Regions from separate parts of the Mus musculus genome. Here region 2 is linked to region 1. The links are chromatin contacts, called in public Hi-C maps. All regions are on one chromosome and are shown on one strand. The core of a region is the stretch at or near the end of the contact, and the rest is flanking DNA. Distances in the headings are between cores, read along the strand shown. Region 1 overlaps Paqr8 (progestin and adipoQ receptor family member VIII). Region 2 has its middle 15 kb from the start of Khdc1a.

Region 1 (5,908 bases), core at 2,882-5,381:
TGAACTCACAGAGATTTGCCTGTCTCTGCCTCCCAAGTGTTGGGATATGGATGTGCCACCACAGTCCAGCGATATTTTAAATCTATAATCACTGGACTCTAGATGCAGAACCCACAGACAAAGGGAGACAGCTGTGATGGCGATGGGGTATAGGAGTGAATATGTTGTAAGAGTTGGGGGCAAAAGGCTCAGCTCCAGGAATTCCAACTGACTGGGTGCAACCACCCATTTTGGTGTGCCTATTAAAGAGATGCTTGGTGGTCAAAGACAGATGAAGAATTTAACCAATGGGGCCACCCTGGGAGCACAGATAAAGGTGTTCAGTGACCTACCTTCCAAAGGGTCATGGTAGCTTTACTCTAAGAATCAACCAGGAAACAAGAACTGTGCATAACTAAACAGCCTAGGTAAACAGTTCTGGTTGACCACTGGCTGGTTCTACAGGATGGTTTGAAGAAATCCTCATGTTTTGAGGGAATAAGCTAGCCACTTCTATAAGGTGACCCTTCCTGCATAGGGTGACTTGTCTGCGAATTCTGGAATCCAAGGTGACTTCTAGGGCAATCCTTGGACACCTGAGGGACTCTTTTTTTTTTTTTTTTAAGATTTATTTATTTTATATATATGAGTACACTGTTGCTGTCTTCAGACACGCCAGAAGAGGGCATCAGATCCCCATTACAGATTGCTGGTTGCTGGGAATTGAACTCAGGACCTCTGGAAGAGCAGTCGGTGCTCTTAACTGCTGAGCCATCTCTCCAGCCCGAGGCGCTGCTTGTAAATGCCTAAAGGAGATAGGAACAAGCTAGAGGCCGATCCGTTGGGTTGGTATTCTGTGTTTACTTACCTTGTGAGCCAAGTGCAGAGCTAAATTGTAGAGGCTTCTCAGCAAAAGCAGTCCCCAAGTGCCTGTCATGCTAAGTGGTGGCTGCTTTGTTCCAAATGTCACCAGAACATTAATGTGTATATTTTATCTTTTCAAAGTACCCTTTACTTCTGCCCACCTGACTATTATTTCTTATTTTCCTGAGGCTTGGCTAGAGCGGAAGTCACCTCCTCTTACCTACATCTTTTGGCAGTCACACTGAGGAGTTCAGTGTCTTAACTGAGCCTGACAAACCCTGACAACCAGTCTTCCTGACTAACAACTCAATAGTTCTTTCCCTCCCCCTTTAAGAGCTATTCAGTCAGTAGTCGCTAATCATCTTCCATATGCTAGATACTATTTTAAATATGGAAACTTCTGCAAAACCAGTCCCTGTCTTGAACTATCTGGTGACTCGTGAGGACGTGGGTGGAGTACACCAATGATCATGTGCAGAAGAGACGTGAGTAGAGAAAGCAAAACTGGATACTACAAGAACTAGGCAAAGCTGTAACTAGGCACACCTGATGAGGAAGGGCTTTTTCTTAGAGAGTGAGCTGGAGTGGAATGGTTAGAACACAGTAAGGTTGCAAGGGTGGAAGCAACTATGGGAGATGGAGACTGCTGGACACTGTAGAAGATTCATTGCTGCGATCCAGGCTCTAGGCCATTGACATTGTGTGGTCTCGGGGGGGGGGGGGGGGCGGTAAAGTGTAAGCTAGTTCTACAGAGAAAGACCCAGTCTTAAAGGCAAGGCATAGAGTTTGCATTGTAAGCAAGTGGGCATTTGCGGAGGAACAAGATGACAGAGTTCCATTTTAACTATCACCAGGAAGTGGGTGGAGACCACACTGAAGGTTGAGGGTGTGAGGCAGGGGAGGTTTACTAACAGGAGAAAGGATACTCATGGGGCTGATGTTGCTATAGTGGAAGTTATTGTTAGAGTTGTGAGTTAAAGAGAGAACGCATAAATAGAAAGAGCACATGGATTCTAGAGATGATGTGCTGAAGCCTGTAGGCCTGGATGTCCTGAGATGCAGGGGAAGGAGCAAGTCTGGACTGAAGATGTTTGAAGACAGTGACTTTGAACTGCCTATGCCACATTCAGCTGGACACTTTTAGAGCAGTCGGTTATTTAAAAAAACCCTAATCTCAGGGACGCTCTGGCCAAAGGAATGTTTGGGAATCTCCTGGTCTAGATAGTGGCTGAAGGGCCTGGAAAAAGAATCGGGGTGGGAGGAGGGATGAAGATGTTCCAGGTGGCTTCTGGGTCTCCCATAGTTGGCGGGGATGGTGAGAGAAAAGAACCGAGAGTGACAGTGGGAATCTTTGATACTCAGGGCAGATAAGCATTGGAACCTGCTGGAAGGGGACAGTACTGCTTCCTTCCTGCACTTACTTCTCTTGCTGTTGTGAGACGACGTCTCACAATGCGGTCAAGTGTGTTCTCGAACCCTCAACCCCTCTGCTTTCCAGATGCTGCCTGGGTCTATTAGCCTGTGCCATCCCTCCTGGCACACCCTCCATTTTCCTTCTATAATATTGAACGTCATCTCTTACTGATACCACTGCACTTACCCCATTCTCTCTTGTGTTACTCCCAAATAGTCCCCCAGCTATGGACCCACCAAGAAGCCACAGCATCCCCCCATTCATATTTCGTTCCTTTGTATCCTTCTAGACCTAACACCAATCCATGTTCCTCATGACTGGCCTACACTAGTCTGTTCCATAGAGATTTGTTTGAGCTTCACTCCACTCTACACTTGATTTTGGGCTAACTAGTGATTTGGGCTGGAGAATTCTCTTTAGAATAACTCTTTTGAGGAAAGGGGTGTAGTTTTAATCTTTCTCTGTGGCCTGGAGTCTGGAGTAGGCTATTTCCTGTTATAGGGAAGTTCTCCTTGGACAAAGTGACTGACTTGAGTTTATCTGTTTGAAGTGGCATCTTGAGGATTGAACTTGTAGCCTTGAGCAGAAGAGGGCAGCCAAGTAAGTCTGTAATGGATCTCATTCTGAGGTGGTATCTTGGTTGGCTGCTAACCACATCATAGGAAGGAGTATGGAAGGGAGAAGTCAAGAGTGAGGGATGGATCTTTCCTCAGAATGGGCACTAGGAATGTGGAATGTACTGTACCTGTATCAACACTGAGATGTCAAGATTCAAAATGAACTCAAACTTTACAGCTGGTCTTTAGAAGCCTTCCTTCTACAAGCAATGTCCACTCTGGCTCGATGAAAATAAAGACTATTAGGTAAGATAGCAAGGCTCCACGAGAAGTATCTTAGGAATTTCATGTTAATAAGAATTATAACTCATTGCCATGACTGTATGACTGGAGTATAAGCGATAAAGTGAGAGCTCCAGCATCCATGATGAGTTGGGTTCACTGACCTATCCCAATATGCCAAGTAAAGTCTCAAGTGATGGTGAAAATAGAGAGAGGGGGGATTTACTCAACACATTGGGAAGAGGAACAGACTAATGAGTCTAGGAACTCCCAAGATGGTCTTCAAGTCACTAAAGTGAGACCTAGGTTGACTAGCATAAGAATGGAGGCAGAAGAGCAAGACGTATTCACAAATGAGCAGTCCCCATCTAGGTGTGATCTGGTCAGTCGTAGATTCAGTTCTGCTCGGAAGAAGTCCTTATTTCTTGAAGGGATCAATCTAGTCTTCAGTGTGATATGATGGCCTGTTATATCCTGGATAATTCCTTTAGGTTAAGAAGGTGGTCAGTCCCATCACGTCCTTTTGGCTGTCCTAGAATTAAAGGTAAATGCAGGTTTAGGACAGTGACTTGCCTCTGTGCTTTAACCTTGAAAGAAGATGAGACAGGTTGGGAAGGCACTCTGAGTGGTTAATATGCATATACAAACTCAGGCAGGAGACTGTCCCAAAGTAAAGGTGACAGCTATACCGTGAAGGCAGTAATGTCACACTTTCATCTTGCAATCAGCTTCCTTGTAGGCAATGATAAGGAGTTAGTGGGTTTTTAACAAAACAGCATCGAGTGTCCGTTATGACTGTGGTTTTGTTGGTTACTCTCAAAGGGAGGGTTTCCTATCAGACAAAGAGGTAGTTACTTTGGAAAGAACAGTGAAATAGTACCCTCTTTTTCTGACAGGTTTAGAATTTCATACCCCTAGACCCCCAAAGGAAAACGTAAGCCTTTTCAGTCTTTAGAAAGACGATCTTTACAACACCCAAATTGCTTGGCCATTTAAGAAATTATGTTCTGGGTTGGATAATGGCAGTTTTATTGCTGACTAACCAGGATTCACTCGCAGGGGCACAACACAGAGAGCTATGAGGGAGATTCAACAACTGAGGTGGCTGCATTTTAAACATCTAATTTGCAAAGGAAATGGTGATTCTGCTGTGTGTGTGTGTGTGTGTGTGTGTGTGTGTGTGTGTGCATGAGTACATGGGAATGTGTGTGTGTTCCTTTGAACACACCAGAAGAGGGCATCAGATCCCATTACAGATGGTTGTGAGCCACCATGTGGTTGCTGAGAACTGAACTCAGGACCTCTGGAAGAGCAGTCAGTGCTCTTAGCTGTTGGGTATCTCTTCAGCTCAATCTTTCCCCTTTCTGCTTCTTAGTTCCATTAACCTCTTCCTAGTTAGTTTTCTGTGAGAGCAAAGTAGAAATACCCAATGCTAGCAGAAATTCAGTATGCACTCAGAAAGGGCACGAGTAGTAGGAAGACTGGAGGAGCTTTAATAACAGGCTCAGCAGCTGTAGCTGTCTGAAGACCAGCAAGTGAGCAGCATCACACACCATCTTCTCTCAGAGCAGACTGATAGCCATTAGTTCCCAGAACCGAATAGGCTTCATTCCATCCATTAACCAAACCCTAAAGTTGAAGTCGTTAGAAATTCTTTTGTCACTTGGCTATAGGGACCCACTGATAGATAGATATCCTATCCCAGAGGATAGGAGGATGAGAAGGGTGAATTTGTGAAGCACTGTATCATTTACCTCTGGATACAGAACTGTATGTGCTTGGTATGACTTTCCCAACACTATGGAAAGTGTCCCATTGATGTATCTGAATGGAGCCTACTGCTCAGCGTCTTTCTGCATGGCATCCTACCCTCAGTGTCTCCCAACCATAAAACTGGAAATGGTAATAATTTCATTTCTTTTTTTTTCCTGGTACTGGCTTTTTATTATGGACTATATGACCATGTATTTTTTTTTAATTAGGTATTTTCCTCGTTTACATTTTCAATGCTATCCCAAAGGTCCCCCATACCCACCCCCTCAATCCCCTACCCACCCACTCCCCCTTTTTGGCCCTGGCGTTCCCCTGTACTGGGGCATATAAAGTTTGCAAGTCCAATGGGCCTCTCTTTGCAGTGTGAACCTGGAGGGTATCATCCTGAGTGAAGTAACCCAATCACAAAGGAACTCGCACAATATGTACTCACTGATAAGTGGATATTAGCCCAGAAACTTAGGATACCCAAGATATAAGATACAACTTGCCAAACGCATGAAATTCAAGAAGAACGAAGACCAAAGTGTGGACACTTTACCCTTTCTTAGAAATGGGAACAAAACACCCATAGAAGGAGTTACAGAGACAAAATTTGGAGCTGTGACGAAAGGATGGACCATCTAGTGATTGCCATATGCAGGGATCCATCCCATAATCAGCTTCCAAATGCTGACACCATTGCATACACTAGCAAGATTTCGCTGAAAGGACCCAGATATAGCTCTCTTTTGTGAGACTATGCCGGGGCCTAGCAAACACAGAAGTGGATGATCACAGTCAGCTATTGGATGAGTCACACGGCCCCTAATGGAGGAGCTAGAGAAATTACCCAAGGAGCTAAAGGGAACTGCAACCCTATAGGTAGAACAACAATATGAACTAATCATTTCTTTTTTAAAAAGACTTATTTTTATTTTTGCACATGTGTGTGTGAGTCTGTATGCTGCAAGTGTGCCAGTGGCCACAGAGGCCAAAGGAGGTCACTAGATCCCTTGGAACTGGTATCACAGGTAGTCATGAGTGGCCTGAGGTGGCA
Region 2 (6,372 bases), core at 991-3,490, 400 kb after region 1:
ACAACAACAAAACAAAGCAAAAAGAAAAGAAAGAAAAGGAAAGAAGGAAGGAAAGGAGGGACAGAAAGGGAAGGAAGGAAAGAAGGAAGGGTGTGTGTGTTATTTTTCCTAAAGTAGAACTGAAAAGGTGGAAAGGTTTACCAATCAGGACACATGAACACCTGCATAGGCGGCGAGGGTGTTCTAGAGTCTGTAAACAACACATCTCAGTAGGGGAGAGCCTTTGGTCTCTTAGCATGTCTTCAGGTGTTGTGGTAAATCTCCAACCCAAATAAGCCCGGGCAATGAAAACACAACTCAATTAATATGAATACATGCTGTGTTGTGTGCCTAGATTGGGCAGATCTACCACTACACTACCATCTTCCCCATATAAGAGACCCCTTATAACTTGCGGTTTCTCCAGGCCAGGTGCTTCTGCTCCACTTTCCTTCTTCTGCCTCCTCTGTTGTCCTCCTCCTCCTCCCAACCCCCCCCCCTCCCAAAACTTTCAACTCTACCTTCCTCTCTTTCTCTGCCCAATCACCAGCTCTAGCCTTTATTTATAAATTAAGGTGGGAAGAAGATTTACCTGAATGCTGACTCATTCCTTGTTTGCAGCCCCTCACAGGAGAACAGAATTAACATCAAATACAATTAGCCCCAGGGCTATCCACAACAAGATAAGGCTATCCAATCTCAGTAGGAGAGAGCTATTGGTCTCTTAGCATGTCTTCAGGTATATCACGTTTCTTGTTATTTCCCCCCCTCGGGTGATGTGATCCATTTGGCTAAATCTGTTTTGTTTTGTTTTGAGACAGGGTTTATCTGTATAGCCCTGGCTATTCTGGAACTCACTCTGTAGACCAGGCTAGCCTCCAACCCAGAGATACACCTGCTTCTGCATCCCGAATACTATGTGCTACCACCATGCAGACATGAATTTTCTAATATTAGCTCTCTGGTACTGAGAGAGGTAGAACAACTGGATATATTCTTCTGGGTGACTAAATCTAGGGACTTACTTATACTAGTCAAGGGTTGTGTCACTGAGCTACACCCTAGCCCTTACATATATATCTTAATTGAGTTTTGTTTTTTTTTTTTTCTGAGCAAATGTTTAGAAATTAAAGTAATAAAATTTTACTTTTTTTTCTTTCATGATGTTATACAATAAAATATTAGTTATCTACAGTTCATTCTTTTTTTTTTTTTTTTGAAAAAAGTTGGGAACTAGAGAGATGGCTCAGCAGTTAAGGCCCCTAGCTGCTCTCCTCAAGGACCCTGGTTTGATTCCCAGCACCCACCCACATTGCAGCTCACAAACATCTGTGACTCCAGCACCAGGAGACCCAATGTCCTCTTCTGGCTTCCTGGAACACTGTAACATGGGGTAACAGACATACACTCAAGCAAAACACACATATGGATACTGTGGTATTAGTATTTTAATAAATCCCGGTGAGGGGTTACTACCCACCTCAATGGTTGATGTTCCTGGATGAAAGACACACACACACACACACACACACACACACACACACAGCCTTTATATTTAATATGCCTTAAGCTGCACAATAGCTAACCTCCAGTTGTTAGAATCTTCTTCTATCCATAACCCCATTGTTTCTTACTAATTTCTATGTTCCCTCTGGGCCACGTTTTCTTGTCTCACAGCCCAGGATGCTCTCCTTGCTTTTTTATCCCATGGCATCTCTTGTCTCTACCCTGCACACTCCTAAGGCATGGCATCTCTCTCCTCTCCTGCTTCCTAGCAGCCCCAAGATCCCAAGCCCAGGAACCCTAAGTCCTCGCTCTCTCTCTCCTCCCCAACTATTGGCAGCTCGTATCTTTATTTACCAATCAGAATTAACTGGGGGCAGGTGCGTAGAAGCTATGTGCAGACTCTCTCGTTGTAAACAATTTTGGGGTGGGGGTGGGGCGAAATTATCATCAAAATACAAGCAGCTACAGCATACAATACAAATAAATCTTAAGAAAATTAACAGTTTGGTAAAACTATGTCCCGACCCGCAGGACTCAGTTATTCTGGGGGCGGAGGGGTCCGAGGGGGACCATGCCTGAAAGAGAAACGGGCGAGAAAGAAGGAGCGAGACTAAGCAATGATTGTCAAGGTCTGTTTATTGTGAGCAAGGTTACAGAATATAAGAAAGAAGGAGGAAGTAAAGAGGGAGAAACCTGCGGGAGCCTCAGCCCGGGGGCGGGGGTGGTTCTACATAACTGCCTGGGAATACACTATCTACTCTTAGCTCAGGGGACATTCTGTGGTTTTTCTCGGAAAGTTTGCAGAGACTATTATCTGATCTTGATGTTCTGTCAGCTGTCATTTCAAAAGGTCAGAAGTTTCTCAAGAAGGGAGGGGAACTTTGGCTCACAGTACAATATCCATCCCCAACAAAACTAGTTATAAAAATCAAGAATTGACAAAACAAAACAAACAAACAAAAAGCCGGGCGTGGAGGCACACAGCTTTTATCCCAGCACTTGGGAGGCAGAAGCAAGCGGATTTTTGAGTTCGAGGCCAGCCTGGTCTACAAAGTGAGTTCCGGGATAGCCAGGGCTACACAGAGAAACCCTGTCTCGAAAAAAAAAAAGTAAAAATAAGAAGTATGTAAAGGAGACAAAAATCAAGTGTGCTTAAACTTCAAGTACCAGGAAACCCTGGTCAAACTAGGCATACAAGAGGTCCAGGCACAACTTGTCAAGGGCTCAAATTCAATCTCTGTATGTCTCCTCCCTCTTCAGTCTGGTAACACAATACTCGTGTTGCTGCCCAAATCATACTGGGTCCTAGCCCCCAGGAGAAGAGTTGAGATTCGTTCCTGGTTCTCTTCTCAGAAGGGAGAAAAAACATTTTCTAGAAATGCCCAAATTTTCCTTAATTGTTAAACTGATGCCATTTCTTTAACCAATCGCTGGCAAGAATGATGGGATTGTCTCTGTCAGTGTACACCAATCAGCTGGAGTCGTGCTAGCCAAGACCAACTAGGTTCTTGCCTTCTACAAGGTTCTTGCCTTCTGTATTGGAGGTCCTCTGGGTATTTTTAACTTCCAAATGTCAGCCAGTACCTGGTGACAGTGGTGTAGTTCTCCAATTGTTTATTTGTTAGGGAATAAGAGTCTGCAGACTCTAATGTAGAGTACAATAGAAACTATATTCTCATACAAATTCGCTTCCCTATTTTCTTTTTAAGATTTATTTATTTATTTAATTGCATACACTGTAGCTGTCTTCAGACATACCAGAAGAGGGCATCTAATCTCATTATGGATGGTTGTGAGCCACCATGTGGTTGCTGGGATTTGAACTCAGGACCTCTGGAAGAGCAGTCAATGCTCTTAACCTCTGAGCCATCTCTCCAGCTCCGCTTCCCTATTTTCTGGTAGCAGAAAATTACTGACACATTTGGTCTCAGGTTGGTTGTTAAGAAATTGGCAGGGCTGGTGAGATGGCTCAGTGGGTAAGAGCACCCGACTGCTCTTCCGAAGGTTCAGAGTTCAAATCCCAGCAACCACATGGTGGCTCACAACCATCCCTAATGAAATCTGATGCCCTCTTCTGGAGTGTCTGAAGACAGCTACAGTGTACTTACATATAATCAATAAATAAATCTTTAAAAAAAAAAAAAAAAAGAAATTGGCAATCATGCCAGGTGTGGTGGCACACGCCTTTAATCCTAGCACTCGGGAGGCAGAGGCAGGTAGATCTCTGAGTTTGAGAGCAGCCTGGTCTACAGAGTGAGTTCCAGGACAGCCAGGGCTACACAGAGAAACCCTGTCTCGTAAAACCAAAAAGAAAAAAAAAAAGAAAAAAAAAAAAGAAATGGGCAATCCCAAGTGTATCAGAGGTCCTTATACTTCTCATCCTTCTTGTGTGAGTACACATTCATGTGGGTAGCTTACATTAAAACAACCCTTGGCTCCATTTGTCTCATTTGCAGCCCTTACCTTTCCCAAAACACAAGGTAGCAAAAGCTGTGAGCTAGCATTAGCTACCACACTGCCCCCACTATCTTTGACCCTGTGTTTCTGAGCCTATTGTGGTACTCTCCATAATACTAGTACCATAACTACACACTGGTGTATTCTATTGTAGTCACTGAACCTGGTATGGGGGAATTTCTTCTAGCTTTAACACCAAAGTTAAATATTTGCTATTTCCTCAGAGGGATAATACTTGAGAAAGAGATCACAAAGCTGTGTAGAGGGTTCGCTTTCTGAAAGGAGAAATTCACACCTCCTGGTCCTGCATATGTATTTGTGTGTATGTGTGTGTGTGTGTGTGTGTGTGTGTGTGTGTGTGTGTGTGTGAGAGAGAGAGAGAGAGAGAGAGAGAGAGAGAGATGTATAAATGTTTTTGAAATTCTACTACCCCTCTTTCTAATATAAGGCCACACAGGGAAACTTAGAAAAGTATGAACTTTTATAGTTCCTGTTTTTACTCAAGAAACAAAGAAACACTCAAAATGTGGCTATTAACCTGATACCAAATAGCCCCACAGGATAAGAGGAAAGAGGAAGTCAGATGTTTGGCATTCAAAAGCAACAGCACTCAAGTAATTCAAGGTGGGCTACATTGTTGGTTAAGTTTTGTCCATTTGAAAGAATGAGGTTGGAGATCAAGTCAAGCTTGGGGTTGCTGGCCATGTCTTGTTTTGTTTTTGACAGTTGCTCTAATCCCACTATGTGGCCAAGGATGATCATGAACTCCTGATCTTCATGTCTCTATATTCAAGGGCTGTGATGAGGCTTCTGCCATCATGACAGCTCTGAGATTCCCTGTTTCTAATAGTAGACAATGCCGATTAAAATGAGAGTGGAGGGATGGCTGTTGCTCTTGTCTGCTCTTGCAGGTCCTCTTCCAATCTTCTTCACTCCAAATTCTTCATGGACCAATTTCCCCAGAGGTTGTTTACTCTTTAGTTTCTAATCTCTTCTGTTCTCCTCCTAAGAGATGGGATTATAGGACTGAGCCATCACGCCTTGCATATGTGGTGCTGGGACTGGAACTGAGGATTTTAGATATGCTGTGCACCCTTAATGGAGCTACACCCCTGGCCCTGCCCATGTCTTTTAATCTTTTCCTTTTTCCAAGCAGTGGAAACAGTTAGATTGATACCTGGGAAACACCAAGGAAGGTTGTCTGTGAGCTGCTCCCAGAATTCTAGATAAAAGCGAGAGCATAGCCAGAGGCAGGGACAATTGGGAGAGTCTTAAGTGAGCACGACCCTGAGCTGGCTCAGGTGAGGAGAGTTGGAGGGGTGAGTGGGGAACTAGACCAAGAGGCCAGGAAGGTAAAAGGTAGACCAAAGGAGCCAAAGGACCATAATAATGAAATGGATTATACAGGGAAGGGCAGCTGGAGGAACTGGCAGCCTAGTGTCTGGGCTGGAGGAGTTTAGAGTAGGGGGTAGGACATGTGAGTCAGGAGGGCCCTGTAACAGATAGGGACTGAGGGATTCTGGGAGAACCTGGTGACCATGTCTACTTTGATATATTAATTGGCATCTTAGCCATTTGTCCCAGGTTTGAGAGCCTTTTTGTTGATGATACACCCCCCCCCCCCACATAATTAGCTCCCGTGTATCTGAACAATGCTATCTACTACCAAAGAGTCTTTATCTTGTCATAGGCTTCATTGTCTCCTTTTGTATCAAAGGCCCATGAACAGACTATATTTTCTGAGTCCCCTTGTGGCTAATGAACTCTGACAGTAGGATGGTTCTGAGCATTGCGGATGGAAGTCCTAAGGGATGATTTTCTGTTCCTTTGTTCAAATAAAGAGTCTGAAAACTGAAACCTATGAGCTTTCACCTGGAAGTCATCCCACCAGACTGCCTTCTAATCTCCCTTAATAAACCTTTGTAAAGCTGGCCTGGTGCTGCATGCCTGAAATGCCAGCACTTGGTAGGCTGAGTCAGAAGGGTCACTTGAGTTTGTGACCATTCAGGGCTACAAAGTGAGTTCTGGTTCAGCATGTGTCAGAACAAAATAATGTGACAGAATCAGAAAACTACCCAACAAAATGGGACAATCCTGTCCTCAAGAAAACATATCAAATAATATAACAAGTCATGAATAACAGTTCAGTGATCAAACATCATAGTAATGGAAGCAGATGTGGAAATGTCACTCAGAAACTATTTGAAACGAAATTAGGATGGCATTTGGCCTAAAGGGTTGGAAGGCAGTGGAGTGGTATGTTCTTTACCTAGTATGCACAAGGCACCAAGTTAGAGCCCAAGCACCAGATGAACAAGCAGACAAAACAACAAAAAGTAAAGGAAGATAAATGTTGTAATTAAATACTGTGACCAAAAGCAACCTGAAAGAAACACTGTCTACACAGCTATCTCCTGACTCCTACCCACC

What was found. Hi-C and Micro-C count contacts between places; a contact is called where the count stands out from the background.
Region 2: a Hi-C map of the G1E-ER4 cell line shows a contact between it and region 1, with 6 times the contacts expected there. The contact joins two enhancer-like sites. A contact is called at or near these places in 1 of 39 promoter capture datasets (cranial neural crest), 2 of 15 datasets of contacts at CTCF or cohesin (the NIH/3T3 cell line and pro-B cells), 30 of 484 Hi-C or Micro-C datasets (B cells, the Ba/F3 cell line, the G1E-ER4 cell line and 17 more), 2 of 115 datasets of contacts at active chromatin or transcription factors (astrocytes and hepatocytes) and 1 of 9 other capture datasets (adipose tissue).

Annotation. Positions count from the first base shown.
Region 1 is chr1:20,924,855-20,930,762 of GRCm38.p6, forward strand. The region is part of intron 1 of Paqr8 (progestin and adipoQ receptor family member VIII); the gene reads left to right. It overlaps Gm51618 (a long non-coding RNA gene), which reads right to left. Exons shown (of 3, transcript XR_003947758.1): 2 at 3,003-3,628; 3 at 703-785. Among named protein-coding and RNA genes, the nearest start is that of Gm24171, 12 kb to the left of the region's middle. Within about 2 kb of position 4,132, at least 19 of the 459 cell types and tissues checked have an H3K27ac peak or open chromatin away from gene starts, as enhancers often do. A contact at or near this core is called in the G1E-ER4 cell line, where this site is marked.
Region 2 is chr1:21,331,546-21,337,917 of GRCm38.p6, forward strand. It overlaps the pseudogene Gm21909. Among named protein-coding and RNA genes, the nearest start is that of Khdc1a, 15 kb to the right of the region's middle. Within about 2 kb of position 2,241, at least 65 of the 459 cell types and tissues checked have an H3K27ac peak or open chromatin away from gene starts, as enhancers often do. A contact at or near this core is called in the G1E-ER4 cell line, where this site is marked.